Regions from separate parts of the Pan troglodytes genome. Here region 1 is linked to region 2. Evidence: chromatin contacts called from public Hi-C data. All regions are on one chromosome and are shown on one strand. Each heading gives the region's core, a stretch centred on a gene start, on an enhancer-like site or on the middle of the called end of the contact. The rest is flanking DNA. Distances are from core to core; before and after follow the strand shown.

The links. Hi-C and Micro-C count contacts between places; a contact is called where the count stands out from the background.
Region 1: a Hi-C map of stem cell-derived neural progenitor cells shows a contact between it and region 2, with 4 times the contacts expected there. The contact joins the enhancer-like site here to the promoter of RBMS1 in region 2. A contact is called at or near these places in 2 of 7 Hi-C or Micro-C datasets (blood and stem cell-derived neural progenitor cells) and 1 of 1 datasets of contacts at active chromatin or transcription factors (stem cell-derived excitatory neurons).

Annotation. Positions count from the first base shown.
Region 1 is chr13:63,012,384-63,015,083 of NHGRI_mPanTro3-v2.0_pri, reverse strand. No RefSeq gene overlaps it. Among named protein-coding and RNA genes, the nearest start is that of TANK, 120 kb to the left of the region's middle. Within about 2 kb of position 1,408, at least 6 of the 24 cell types and tissues checked have an H3K27ac peak or open chromatin away from gene starts, as enhancers often do. A contact at or near this core is called in stem cell-derived neural progenitor cells, where this site is marked.
Region 2 is chr13:62,543,432-62,546,131 of NHGRI_mPanTro3-v2.0_pri, reverse strand. It overlaps RBMS1 (RNA binding motif single stranded interacting protein 1), which reads left to right and starts at 1,420. Exons shown (of 14, transcript XM_009443570.5): 1 at 1,420-2,051. The coding sequence starts at 1,977.

The sequences.
Region 1 (2,700 bases), core at 159-2,658, 470 kb before region 2:
TAGCCTGTGGATCAGCAGCATCAGCATTGCCTGGGGGCCAGTAGAAAGTCAAACTGTGACCCTACCCCAGGCCTATGAGTTAGAATTTGTATTTTAATGAGATCCCCAGGTGCACATTAAAGTTTTTGAAGCAAGCTGTACAGCTCATCTGGTTCTTACTCTTACTTTCCAAAGAAAGATACTGAGGTCCAGAGAGAACAAGGCTAGGCTTCCAGGCCAGTGGTAACTGGGGCTACAACCAGGGTGAGAACCCAGCCCTCTTTCTCCATGGCTTGTGTGTTCTGCACAGCACCACCTGCCTCCAGCGTTTTGGATGACTGTACATCTCAGCCTGTATGGGGAGCATCTGCATTTGTCCTAATGTGGTCTTTCTCCAAAAAGACTCCTGTCACTTCTTATTTCCAATATCCCCTAGGGATATCCAACTTTCAAAATGCAGACTTCTAAATTTTCATAGAGAAGTGAACTAAACACTCTTTGGGGGAATAAAGTGATTCTTTTCCCCTTGCATTTGTTTACTTCTCTGTAAGCTCCTGAGATGGCTAACACACTAGTTGTTAATCACACCATCTGTTCAAACAGCATTTCTAAATCATTCGATTCATACTTTTCTTTTTAAGGAATTTTTTTTTCTGAACAATATGTTTGTGCCTGTGTTACTCCCATCATTTGGCAATGCAGTTTGAGCTATTTAAACTTTCCTATTTATTGTAAATGGCTTTTCAATCAGCAAATATTTTTTTAAATGTTCATACACCACAAAAAGCTGCGTCTACTGACTTTTCAAACATTGGAAACAGTAGAAAAATCTGTTCCAGTCTGTCTGCTGTCAAATTTTTAACCATCTGATTATATTTCAATGAAGTGTTTAGGAAGATGATTTATCTGGCTGACCCTGGGAAATTTTCCTCATTGGCCCTGAAGATGGCAGTGCTCTGCAATTTAGTACAACTCTTCACTTTTTTTTTCCCCCTCCTCTAAAAGGAATTTCTGGAATGGCAGAAAGTGGGGGAGGATTCACTAAATCTGAACCTTCTAACGCTTAGCGTAAACCTCTTCTGAACCCTGGGACAATTTGGTTTATCTTTTGGTCCCTTTTTTTTTGTTGTTGTTTAAAGCTGTACCCAGTGCATTTCCTGTTTCCAGCCCGGATCAGAAATGGAAATAGTTTAGAGGTTATTCTCATATCATGGGTAACCAGGAAGTGCCTATATAGTTTACTGAGAAGCTGCTTTTCACAAGACTGCTTAGCTTTAAAAACAAACAAACAAACAAATCTAACAAAGGCTCAATCCAAGATAAGCAGGAGCTAAGAATACTGGCGATTCTGAATTCCTACTGGACCACATCTTTGGGAGCCGGCCTCTCCTGGTTTCCTCTTCTTAACAATGGAGGCCTGCTGCCTGCTGACATTCTTTATATTTCATAGCGGGGTCTGGAGGGGTTTAGAGGGACACATGCTCAGGCTTCAGGCAGGATAGACCAGAGGGCAATTTCTTGGTCCTGTCATTGTTAGGGTATGGACATGGGAACAGAGGCGGGGACAGGAGTGTGTAGCTTTACCCAACTTTCTTTTGGGATTGTGAAAGTTTGGTGACAATTCAGCTAGCCAGAAAACATTTATTAAAAACAATTAGGGGAGAGGCCTTATATTAAGTGTTGTTATAAATAATAATAAACAGCAATATTACGTGCCATAAGCCAATTCCCTTGATAAATATTTTAGCAACATCTCATTTAATCTTTACCCACAACTGTATGAGGTAGGTAATATACCTATTTTTTTTTAATATGTTAACTGAGGGACAGAGGGGATAGGAAATGTGGTTAAGGTCCCACAACTTGTATGTAAAGTTGTTGAGTAAAATGTCCTATGGCATTGCCTAGGGCACTTCTCAAAGTGTGGTCCCTAGACCTGTACCATTGGCATCACTGGGGAACTTGTTAGAAAGGCAAATTCTCCATCTGCGCCTGGGACCTGCTGAATCTGAAACTCTAGTGGTGGAACCTGACCATCTGTGTCTTAACAAGCCCCCCCAAGTGATTCTGATGCACATTAATGTTTGAAAACCATTGGACTGGACTGGGCAGTTATCTGTGGTAACTTGGCAGAAAAAGATGGCGCTCCAGTGCCAAAGTGCTGAATGCTGTGGAAGGGAAGTCCTCACTAGCTGCCAGTGGGAAGGATGGACAGGTAGCATAGCCCCTAATGTACATCCTTGTTTGGGTGAAGGCTGGGCTGGCTTTAAACTTGCTTCTACTCTTGTCCTTGAGGTGAAGGGCATCTTCCAGGAGGACATTTCTCTCACATCACTTCCCACCACCTATTTTCCCAACCTTCCCCCAGGCCTGGGGAATTCTTCTCTGGCTTTGAGGGGATGAAGGGATTGGAGATGGAGGTATAAATGAGGACAACTACCAAGGGATCATCTCATTTTCTTCTAAATCTTTCATCTCGCCTTTTGAAAGTCCAAAGCCAGGAAAAGATTCCTTTCTTTTCTACTTTCTGTGATCTTCTCCTCTATCAGACAATGAGCTTAGAACAGGTGGAATGGAAGGTGAAGAGAGATAAAAGTAGGAAGGAGAATATACTGCTTAGTGTTTCAAAATTATTGCAACACACTGGAATCCAAACTACTAGGTTTTTCATACTCCTCCTCAAAATGCCTTGGGCAGAGATCTCAGCACACAGGAATAGAG
Region 2 (2,700 bases), core at 171-2,670:
AGTGACCCATTCCACTTTTCAGGTCTGCATGCACCTCAACAGTGCCTACAATATAGCAGACACAGTAAATATTAGCTTCCTTGTAGGATTTTACATAGGTAAATGAGAGGGACATGATTTGCCTCCTGGCAGAGCCAAAATGTTCTCACCTATACTTATATTTATTTTGTTTTTGTCAAACATGTAAGATCTAGAAATTTGTCTAAACCATAGAACGATTATAAGGGTTTCAGGTCCTTATTTTGTCATTGTTTTAAAGCATCTTACTAAACCTATTTTAAAATGTTATCATATAAAAATAATAACTGTTTAACAAAATAATGCATTCCAGTAGAGTTTAATTTACCTTGTGCTATTAACAAAAGACTCTTCAAAAACCAAAATGACAAAGTAAACAAGGTCTATTTAATAACAAACACAGTTTTTTATTACATTTTATTAGATGTGCCGGAACCCTAATTTGAGGATGCTTGCTTACCTATGCTATCCGTATGTACATTTTGGTATTAGCTCTCTTTTTGAGCTGGAATATAAAAGTCTTCTGCAGGCAGCTTCGGGGACCAATTAATTCCATTAAATTATATCTAGTTATGTAGTGAACTGAACCACTGCTGGTCTGGGGCTGTCTAGAGCTGTGACAATTAGGAGATGGAGAGAGGCAGAAAGAGAGATTGATTTTATATGTCACTGAAGCACACTGCAACAATATGCCAGCGTGACTTTCAAAATGGCCTTAAAATATTCCAAACTCAGGGAGTTTCCTTGCTCCTGAGTGGGAGTTGACAGACTGTCTGGCAGCATTAGAAAGAAGCAGAGAAAAGCTGATGTCTATATTGTGTCCTCTAATAACATTCTGCCTCTTTGCGGCATCCCCCTCTTAGAAGGATCCGTCTATTTGTTGTGAGGGGTGTGTGTGTGTGTGTGTGTGTGTATGTATGTGCTTTGCCTCCCCTTGTGCAAGGGGCATGATTTCACGTCTCACATCTGGGAAAACCAAACCGAAGGACGCTAACCCTCCCAAGGTCACCTAGATTAGTCTTGTGGCCCCGGGTCGGGGGCGGGTGGGAGGAACAGAACCCAGGTGTCCAGACTCCAGCTTTGTTGGGCATTAAATCATTTTCCTTCCCTTGTGAAAAAAAATTACTGGGCGGTGGGAAGTGAAAGATTAATCAGATTTCCTCTTTTCCCTTATTTCCCCTCCCCCTTACGAGGATAAAAACTCGGGAAAGCAAAAGAGGTGCCCGCCCTGCAGTTCTTAAGCTGGGTCCCCCCGCATTCCCCCTCCACCCCCACTCCCACTCCCATTTCCCCACCCCCGACACAAAGCGATCTGGACTCACAGGGCTTCCGCCCGTCCAACCGCGAGCCTGGGAGGTGAGGAGTGGTTAAAACTCAGCCCTCACCTCCAGCGGGTCCCGGGCTCGGCGGCGCCCAGGCCCCGCCCCCGCCCGCCCTTCCCCCACGGCCTCGGAACGCCAGCCCCTCTCCTCTCTCCACATCGGGCGCACCCACCCCAGATGCCGCCTGGCACCAAGCGCAGCCGCCGCTGCCGCACTTTCCACTTGTATTGATACCTCTCAGCCCCGCGCAGCCGGCTCGCCCGAGCGGACCGCGGCCAGCGCGCCAGCCCTTGGCAGCCCCGGAGCAGTTGGGCTCCGGGAGGAAACTCCTTGGGAGCGCCCTGTCCGGGGTGCCCTCTGCGCTCTGCAGTGTCTTTCTTTCTGCCTGGGAGGAGGAGGAGGAGGAGGAGGAGGAGGAGGAGGAGGAGGAGGAGGAAGAGGAGGAGGAGGAGGAGGAGGAAGAGGAGGAGGAGGAGGAGGACGTCTGGTCCCGGCTGGGAGGTGGAGCAGCGGCAGCAGCAGCAGCAGCAGCAGCCGCCGCCGCCGCCGCCGCCGGAAAGGGAGAGGCAGGAGAGCCCGAGACTTGGAAACCCCAAAGTGTCCGCGACCCTGCACGGCAGGCTCCCTTCCAGCTTCATGGGCAAAGTGTGGAAACAGCAGATGTACCCTCAGTACGCCACCTACTATTACCCCCAGTATCTGCAAGCCAAGGTAAAGGGGCGCCGGGGAGAGGTGACGGCCGGAGGAGGGGGCCCGGGGACGCGCGCAGGGTCAGGCCTGGGGAGGGGGGCGCGCGGCGAGCCCCCGCCACCCCCGGGCGGAGTTGCTGGAAGGTTGCTAACTATAGCGCCGGCCTGGGCAGAGCCGGGCGGCGCGCGGGGCGGCGGCTTCCCTGGGAGCGGAGTGCGGGGATCGGGTTACAGAAAGCCGCGGGGGGAGAGACTAGACAGGAAAGAGCCACCAGCCCCTTCCTGGCCCGGCCAGCGGGGAGGGTCGTGGGGTCGAGCGGCACCCCTCGCCGAGCCCTGGCTGGCCGGCGGCCGTCGCCTGGTGTGCGCGTCTGGATCCGCTGGTGGCCCGGCTTTTCGACCCCTTCTCCAAGGGCCTCGCCCTGTAAGCTGTAACTCTTCGCTCCCCTCGCCGTGGCGCGGAGCCTCCCGCCCCCCAGGGACGCCCCTCCACCTCCCGCGCACGCGATGACTGGGGCTGGAGGGGCGGCGGGGCCGGGATATTTTCTTCCCCGCCTCCGGCCCTGAGCGCCCGCCCCTCGCCTCTGATCTTTGTGCGGTGTGGCACTTCACCTGGTTACTGATTTCTACGTTTACGCTGGTGTTTTGGGTAGAAAAGTGGCCAAAGTTCA